Linked DNA regions of Sus scrofa: region 2 is linked to region 1. Evidence: chromatin contacts called from public HiChIP or PLAC-seq data. All regions are on one chromosome and are shown on one strand. Each heading gives the region's core, a stretch centred on a gene start, on an enhancer-like site or on the middle of the called end of the contact. The rest is flanking DNA. Distances are from core to core; before and after follow the strand shown.

What was found. HiChIP or PLAC-seq counts read pairs in DNA pulled down with a chosen protein or histone mark.
Region 2: a contact with region 1 is called in an H3K27ac HiChIP or PLAC-seq map of alveolar macrophages. The contact joins the enhancer-like site here to the promoter of LY96 in region 1. A contact is called at or near these places in 6 of 47 Hi-C or Micro-C datasets (alveolar macrophages, fetal heart ventricle, fetal liver and 3 more) and 1 of 2 datasets of contacts at active chromatin or transcription factors (alveolar macrophages).

Annotation. Positions count from the first base shown.
Region 1 is chr4:61,948,460-61,953,143 of Sscrofa11.1, reverse strand. It overlaps LY96 (lymphocyte antigen 96), which reads left to right and starts at 2,514. Exons shown (of 5, transcript NM_001104956.1): 1 at 2,514-2,717. The coding sequence starts at 2,606.
Region 2 is chr4:62,012,616-62,017,299 of Sscrofa11.1, reverse strand. No RefSeq gene overlaps it. Among named protein-coding and RNA genes, the nearest start is that of UBE2W, 32 kb to the left of the region's middle. Within about 2 kb of position 2,574, at least 81 of the 83 cell types and tissues checked have an H3K27ac peak or open chromatin away from gene starts, as enhancers often do. A contact at or near this core is called in alveolar macrophages, fetal liver, liver and 1 more, where this site is marked.

The DNA of each region.
Region 1 (4,684 bases), core at 1,265-3,764:
ACTCATGGAGTTTTCCTCTTTTTTTTGCCGTAATATATATATATATATATATATATATATATATATATATATAATGGCTACACCCACAGCATATGGAAGTCCCCCATATGGAAGGGATTGAATTTGAGCTACAGCTGTAATCTGTGCTACAGCTGTGGCAAGGCTGGATCTTTTAACCCAAAGCACTGGTCTGGGAATTAAATCCACACCTCTGCAGTGACCCAAACTGTTGCATCAGATTCTTTTTTTTTTTTTGTCTTTTGGTCGTTGTTGTTGTTGTTGCTATTTCTTGGGCCGCTCCCGCGGCATATGGAGATTCCCAGGCTAGGGGTTGGATCGGAGCTGTAGCCACCGGCCTACGCCAGAGCCACAGCAACGCAGGATCCGAGCCGCGTCTGCAACCTACACCACAGCTCACGGCAACGCTGGATCGTTAACCCACTGAGCAAGGGCAGGGACCAAACCCTCAACCTCATGGTTCCTAGTCGGATTCGTTAACCACTGCGCCACGACGGGAACTCCTTTTCTTTTTTTTTCTTTTTTTTTTTTTTTTGTCTTTTGGTCGTTGTTGTTGTTGCATCAGATTCTTAAACCACTGGGCCACAGCAGTCACTCCTAAATATATATATATATATATATATATATATATATATATATATATATATTTTTAAGGCCGTACCTGTGGAAGTTCCCAGGCTAGTGGCCTAATATAAGCTGCAGCTGCCGGCCTACCCCACAGCCACAGCAACATGGGGTCCAAGCTGTACCTGCAACCTAGACCACAGCTCAGGCAACACTGGATCCGTAACTCACTGAAGGAGGCCAGGGATTGAACTTGCGTTCTCATGGATACTGGTCTAGTTCGTAACTTGTTGAGCCACATCAAGAACTCTCCTAAAATATTTTTTTAAATTGTGGTAAAAATATATAACATAAAATTTACCATCTTAACCAAATGTACAGTTCGGGACTGTTAATTATATTTACATTGGTATGCAACAGCTCTCTAAAAGTTTTTCATTTTGCTGAAACTCACTCCCATCGAGAAACCCCCCATTTCCCCAGATTCTCCCACCCCCTGATAGATTTTCACCTTTTAAAAAAATGGTGAAGTAGTACAGATCTTCAGTCAAACCTTTTACAAATATTATTTTCCTCTAAACTTGTAGATGTTTAGAGCTTGAACTCCATGCCATTTTTGGCTACAAATCCCAAACCTCGTCCTATAAAGGATTTCAGGTAGCAAAGCATCTAAAGGGCTATCTGTTTTTCTAGAACAGAGTGAAATAACAGTGAAATATTTCCACTCACAAAATAATGACCATTTCATTACTAGAGCTCAAAGTAGCCCCTGGACCTGTAGTTTGCTAAAGTGAGTGAATCTCACGCCTGGTGGGACCCCTGCCCGCAATTACAGAACCACAGCTAGTGTCCTGTGCTTAGAGTCTCCTCCAGCTGAGCTCCATCCTTTGGCTGAAACTTTCTCTGAGCAGAAACAGCATGAGACTGTTCAGTTCAGATCTACAGGTCCTGCTCTCTGGGTCCAGAGAATTGTTGTATAACAAACTTGTGGAAGAGAAAGTTCCCGTTGTGGCTCAGTGGTAATGAACCCAACTCGTATCCATGAGGATACAAGTTTGATCCCTGGCCCTGCTCAGTGAGTTAAGGATCCAGTGTTGCCACGAGCTGTGGTGTAGGTTGCAGACTCGGCTGAGATCTGGTGTTGGCTGTGGCTGTGGCATAGGTTGGCAACTGCAGCTCTGATTTGACCCCTAGCCTGGGAACTTCCATACACTGTAGGTGCAATCCTAAACAGACGAAAAAACAAACAAACAAAAAAAACTTGTGGGAGAGAACAGCAATGCAGAGGGATAAAGAGTGCTAATGTTTTTGGGGATTTTTTTTTGGAATATAGTTGTTTTACAATGTTGTGTTAGTTTCAGGGGTATAGCAAAGTGATTTAGTTATATATATGGATATATTCATTCTTTCTCCCATATAGCTTATTACAGGATAGTGAGTAGAGTTTCCTGAGCTATGCAGTAGGTCCTTGTTGGTTATCTATTTTGAATATAGTAGTGTGTATCTGTTAATCCCAAACTCCTAATTTATCCCCCTCCCACCCACATTTCCCCTTTGGTAACCATAAATTGATTTTTGAAATCTGTTTCTTTTTTGTAAATAGGTTCATTTGTATCATTTTAAAAATGAGATTCCACATATAACTGATATCTTATGATTTCTCTAGGTCCATCCAAGCTGCTGCAGGGCATGCTGGTTTTTTAAGCTTCTAAAAAAGACCCACAGACTGGTTTTGTTAGTAGTGACTGGGAAGTACCTGGTTTTGTTTTTAAAGCGCTGTGCTCGCCTTTGTATCACGTGTTTGAAGAGTACATTACAAATCATTTTCCTCTCCTCTTGCAGGAAGTGCTCAAATATTCAACACACACATGCACACACACTCAAAAGAGGAACAGTCGGGTAGCGACTCAGAAATCATGTGACTGATGACTAAGTTAAATCTTTTCTGCTTATTAAAAGGGAAGAGTCTGATGATTAGTTACTGATTCTCCTTACATTTTTAACATTTTGGAGATATTGAAGCATGTTTCCATTTATGCTGTTTTCCACCTTGTTTTCTTCCATATTTACTGAACCTAGGGAGAAAATGTGGATCTGCAATTCCTCTGATGCAAGTCTTTGGTACAACTACTGTGGTAAGTAAAAGGGCAAAGCAGGGACGAACAACTGTTTTCAGGGTACGTTTTCACAAAAACCTTCTGCTGTTGCTGGGCGGGACACAGGAAATGACTGCCTGTACCAGCTGCTGGCAGCAAAAATGATGTCTAGTTACTGCCCCGGGTGGATTTTCTTGATCCTTTACAGACCTCACGAGTCTGAACTTCGTTGTACTTGACCTCCAAGTGCGTCTGTTTCAGATTCTTTGCAGTTTTGCTAGAACTGCCTGCTTCGGACTCATTTTGCCTCAGCTGTAAGGCTGACTGGTTCTTCTTGAGAAGGTAGAAGGGTCCTAGCTGCTTCCCAGAATTGATTATTGCTCCGGGCTGTGTTTTTTTGTTTGTTTGTTTTTTGGTTTTTGGGTTTTTTTCCCAGCACAATGTTGGGCATGTAACAGGGGCTCTGTAAGTGTTTCAGCCTGTGGTTTTTGAAGACTCTTGGAATTGCCTCCCTGATTAGATGTAAGCCTGATTCTGTCAGTTAGATCCTTAACCACTGAGCGAGGCCAGGGATCAAATCTGTGTCCTAGTGGATACTAGTCAGATTCATTTCTGCTGAGCCAAGACGGGAACTCCTGAAAGTGGTTTCTGAACCTTTTTTATGTGGATTGTTTTGAAGCAGATTTTTCTCTCTATGTGGCACAGAGCCACATAGAAATACTAATACTGATTATTTAAAAAAAAAAAAAATCGGAGTTCCCGTTGTGGCACGGTGATTGACGAATCTGACTAGGAACCATGAGGTTGCGGGTTCAATCCCTGCCCTTGCTCAGTGGGTTAACGATCCGGTGTTGCCGTGAGCTGTGGTGTAGTTCGCAGACGCAGATCGGATACTGCGCTGCAGTGGCTCTGGCTTAGGCTGGCAGCTACAGCTCCGATTGGACTCCTAGCCTGGGAACCTCCATATGCTGCAGGAGCGGCCCAAGAAATGGCAAAAAGACAATAAATAAATAAATAAATAAGTAAATAAATAAAATAAAATAAATTTTTAAAAAAATCAAGACTTCCCTTTGGTGCAATGAGTTTAGGATCCTGGTTTGTCACTGCAGTGGCTTGAGTGACTGCTGTGACATGAGTTTGATCCCTGGCCTGGGAACTTCCACATGCCTTGCATGCAGCCAAAAAAAAAAAAAAGAAAAATCAGCCACATTCTAATGCTATTAACTGGTTGGATCACTATTATTTTCTTTTGTCTTGTTTTGTGTTGCCCTCTTTCTCTACAAATATTTGCTTGGGGGTTGCCTGTTTGGTTTGGTGCTCTCCATGGATTGGTTGGTCTTTTCTATCCACTAGTGATATCAAGAAGGTTTAATGGAATCCTTTGGAAAATACTAGTTCTTTGAGACTCTCTGGGGAACAAGGATTTATGGTCTAATCGTTTGGGGGAGATTTACAAATGTACTTTGTGTTCTGAGAAGTTCTGTGATAAAGAAACCCATTTCATCTCCCAATTTTCAGATTTATTTATTTATTTATTTATTTATTTATTTACTCACTTATTTATTTTTGTCTTTTTAGGTCTGCACCCGTGACATATGGAGGTTCCCAGGCTAGGGGTCGAATTGGAGCTGTAGCCGCTGTCCTACGCACAGCTGCATCTGCGACCTACACCACAGCTCATGGCACTTAACCCACTCTGTGAGGCCAGGGATCGAACCTGGGTCCTCATGGATGCGAGTCAGATTTGTTTCCCCTGAGCCATGAAGGGAGCTCCTGTTTTATTTCATTTTATTTTTTGAGTGTGTGTTTACAGTCCTGCAAACTGTGGCAAATGTTAATATGAAGTTACTTCCGGGAAAGTAGGGTAACTGCCAGATGTGAAACAAGACTTAGGTGTATGGCCAGACTCGTGCTGGTGGCTTTTTCCTGTATGTGGTTGTGCTGAATTCCCTCTCAGCTTACCCCTGAGGATTCTCCATCCCCAACGTCAGGTTCCTTTCCCCGTT
Region 2 (4,684 bases), core at 1,325-3,824, 64 kb before region 1:
ATGTGTAATTTAATTGTTTTGAAAAAGAGTTAAACTTTGCTATTAACATGATCAGGAAAAAATTTTGTTCAAAGACACAGAATACCTATAACACAAAGTGTTGTGTTTCAAAATGCTGGATTTATCTATGTTAAAATGTTAAGATACTACCAGAAAAGGATGTAAAGAAAAGTCTACTGCTGATGCGAATGTAAATTGGTGCAGCCACAATGGAAAACAGTATGGAGCACCCTCAAAAAACTGAAATTAGAATGAGTATATGATCCAGCAATTCCACTGCTGGGTACATATTCAATGAAAATGAAACACTAATGTAAAAGATACATGCACCCTAATGTTCATAGCAGCACTATTTACAACAGCCAAGATATGGAAACAACCTAAGTGTCCATTAAGGGATGAATGGATAAAGAAGATACACATACACACAAAGTACAGACACACACAATGGAATACTACTCAGCCATAAAAATTAAACTTTGCCATCTGCAACAACATGGATGGACTTGGAGAGTACTATGCTTAGTGAAATCAGTCAGAGAAAGAAGTAACGTACACTATTACTTACATGTGTAATCCAAAAAATAAAACCAGTAAATACAACAACAAAAAAAGAAACAGACTCAAAGATATAGAGAAATAAGCTAGTGGTTACCAGTGGAGAAGAGGAAAGGGACAAGATAAGAGGAGGGGACTAAGAGGTACCAACTACTCTGCACAAAATAAATAAGCTACAAGGACATATTCTACAGCACAGGGAATATAGCCAATATTTTCCAGTAATTATAAATGGAGTATAATCTTTAAAAATTGTGAATCACTATGTTGTACACCCGAAGTTTAGAGTATTGTAAATCAACTATGCTTCAGTAAAAACATTTTAAAAATAAAAAAGATACTACCAAAAATGTTTCAGATATCTCAAAGTACAAATAAATACACATTAAAAAAAAGAGAGATTTAGCTTTTTAAAAAGGGAAACATCAGTTTTCTATTCCTCTAATCAGAAGACCTACAGGAATAAAGGGTGAAAAGACAGTCAGAGGTAGCACTTGGGATACAGAAAAATGCAGTATTGCATGAAGTATTGTTGCCATTGCTTAAGCCACTATGTAAAAGTCAAGACTGTCAACCATTAAGTTTTGTACCAACTCAGTTTTTTCTTTTAAAAAGGGCAATCTGCCTTCTCCAGACACTTACTGTCTAAACTGAATCAGCTAGTTATCCCAAAAACCCTCCTGCCAAATATAATCAGAAGTACTGTGGATTTTAATCTTTTTAGTCTTAAAAAGAAAGGTTTTAATCTTAATATACATAATCTTAAATTGGTCATATAGCCAATCTACTGTTCAACTGGTGTTCTACAGTTCCGTTTTTGGCCTCAAATGATGAAACTTCTCTAACGTCTCTGGGGAGACTAGGGTAAAGTATAATGTTTCCTGAAATTGTTCTTGTTTTTTCTCTGACTGTTTTCATGGTATCTCTTCAACTGGGAATGTTACATACAAATTTGTTTTTTCTATTCTGCAAGAAAGTCCAGTGGGAGACACAAAGGTAAAAAGAGTATTGTATGGGGAACAGGCTGAAAGGGAAGAAATAATACAAAAGCACAGAGGTAAATGTGAAGCAAACACATGCACGAAAGAGAAAGAAGATGTAGAAAAGAGAAGAGATTAAAGAAAAGCACTGTCCTCGCCTAAAAAGAGGAAAGAACAGAAGAAGGATAGGCACACTTGCTCATTCTTCTAGAAACAAAAGCACGAAATCCTTCTAAGAAAGACGTGGTCCCTTTAAGATGTTGTTAAAACTCTAAAAAGCGCTCCGTTGACACTCCAAACGGGAGTTCTGCCTTCTCTATGTTTTGACAGAGCTGGTCTTCATCTATAAATTAAATGCAAGCTAGAGATAATGCAGAGTTAATCTTTATAAAACTGCAATCGCGGATGCCATCTTTGCCTGGGGAAAAAAACCCCACCAAACTCCTTGAATTTGGAAAAAAGGAGTATATTAAGTTGGGAAACCAGAAAACCAGGCATTGCCAAGTCAGGTAGCTGTAACACGGGTTAACAAACGCCTCCTGCCAAACTAAGGTTCCACTAAAGATCTGGGGAAGAAGGGTTGTAGCCTTACCGCGACCGCAAGGGTGGGGCAGTGTTAGGGGAAAAAAAAAAAAAAAGATTTGAAGGCGAGCTACCTCGGGAGGTATAGGGAGCTGGAGACTTATCTCCCGGGAAGACTGCAATATTTAGGCGGCAAATGATTTTGACGGACTAAGGGCAGCTGCGAGGAGAGTGAGAAAATGCGCTGCCGGGCGTACGTTCGTTGAGAGTACAGAGGCTGATAAAGGAAGATACCCATGGGGCAAAGGACTAAGAGTCAAAAGGAGAGCCGAGGGGCCAAGCAGACAGGGAGGCCCGGCGTGGGAGGCCTGAGCAGAGGCCTCGAAGCGCCCCTGCAGCCAGCCGCCTTCTCCGGGAACGCCTTTTCGGCTCCCCGACACTCAGCCCCTCTTAGGGCCGCCCCTGCCCCAACGACAACGGCGAGAGCAGCTGTTTCCGCCCAGCCGGGGACCGCGGAGGAAAACGCATCCCTGGGGCGGGAGGTGTGTGGGGGGGGAGGCCAGCGGCAGCCGTCGGTGTGAGCTGGAAGTAATTCCGAGACCACTGCCGCTGAGGCAACATCAAACTTCGCCCTTTCCTCCCCTTAGTCTCTTTTATCCCCCAACTTCCTAGCCGGCTTGTGTCCGCTTCGACCGACCGAGACTCCCCCTTCTCGCAGCCTCTCACCCCTCCCAACGCCCTGACTCTGGGGAAGGACCGGCCACGGAGCCGCTCCGGGACCCGCCCGGGTGCCCCAGAGTCCCAGACACCCAGCTCAAAGAAACACTCGCATCCTCTGCACGGCTCCAGAGCCCGCCCAGATGCTGCAAACTCCTCTTACCTGCATTGACGCCATGATGGAACCATCCCCCCTAGGCCGGCGAGGCCAGAGACGCAGGGGGCGGAGCTGCCGTGCTCGCGTCACGCCGCGGGGGCCCAGCATCCCGGGCGCTGGGGGCGGGGCCTCCGATGGGAAGGAGATGGCGTGAGGGGATTGGCTGGTGCTCTAGGCGCCCAGGGGGAAGGGCAAGCTGAGGCGCGGTGAATGGCGCTGTCTATACCTTCGGTCACGTCCAACTCTCTGGCCTCCACGACGAGCCCACTCGCTACCCGGATCGCTTAGGAAACGCTGGTCGGGTTCTGATTCGAGCCCCATGGTTGTTTTTTTCTATCTATAACATAAGATCCTGATGATGTCCACACCCGTGGGCTTTGTGGGGGGGGGGGGTTGTTTTGTTCTTCCAATCAGAGGTGTATAGTTTATAGATTTTTTTCTTTCCGATGCCCTCTCTACACCACAGTGCCCACTTTCACAGCTTGGGGCAAGATAAAACTTCCGCAGGGCAGCTTTCTGGTCTTTACGCACCTGGAAGACTTCTCATATTCCTAATTTGGGGATGAGAGACACTGATTTGCTTATACAACGGGATGAGGATTGAGAGCAGAACAGAACTTTGATATTTTAAAGGCAAGGGCAGATTTGTAGAGCTGAATCTTGCCTGAAGGGAAAGAGAATGTTTTGAAGTTTTTTTGTGCAATTTCCACCTCTTTACCGCAACCCCTCAGTTTTAAACTGCGCATGTATCTGTAATAGTTATGTTGTTATGGCACTGACACTTGTTTAGAGGTTTCATCCTAAGCATGAGATTGTTTAATGTACCAGTGTCACTTATACTTTCTATCACATCCAGACTTCTCTTCAGCCTGTTTCGTGGTGGGCAGTTTTGTGGTCATTCCACCTAGAGATATATTTGAAGAGGGAGAGCTGAGTACACAGAATTTATTCTGGGAATGCACCAGTTCTGCCAAGATGTATGAGAAGCCACGTTTTTAAAATCTATTCCAAAACCGAAGATGTTATTGGTTTATTCCAGGAAAACTGGAAGCCAAAAGTTCGCACCTCCTGTTCTATTTTTTTTTTTTTTTTAATGTAGGTGGCTGACGTGTTGAGTAGAAGGCTTTTACATTATCGGAATGAAAGCTTAAAATCTGTCATTTTATTAACTTGGAGTTCTTTTTAGAAATTTATATAAGATTTAAATATAAGAGCCCTGTGGGATATCATCCTTCCCACTCTAAAGATAGATCATTATGTTCTCTGTGAAATTCCCGAATGTAAAATGTGTTCAAAAATGGAAAAAGATCCTTAAAATACACTAATTATTCTATGGTATAATATTAAACACCCTATTCTTCATCACTAGAGAGGAAGTTAAATTGGTAACTCAGACTTCCACTGATCGCCAGAAATGGGCTGATTTTCCCTGTGTTGTGCAAAATGACTGTGTCCTTGAGGAAGATTTGGAGGCTCTTGGCAACCAGGAATGACCCAGAAGCACATCAGGTGTCAGCCCAGTTTTGTTGCCTATATTTCAACTGAGTAAAGTCCATATATCAATGAAAGAGGAAAGCTTTTCCAGATATATTTTCTGCTGGTGATCTCTCTCCCTATAATCTCAGGAAATTGCTCCAGAAGATCAGGTTTTTTTTGTTTGTTTATCTTTTGTCTTTTTAGGGCCGCAACCACAGTACATGGAGGTTCCCAGGCTAGGGGTCGAATCAGAGCTGCAGCTGCTGGCCTACAC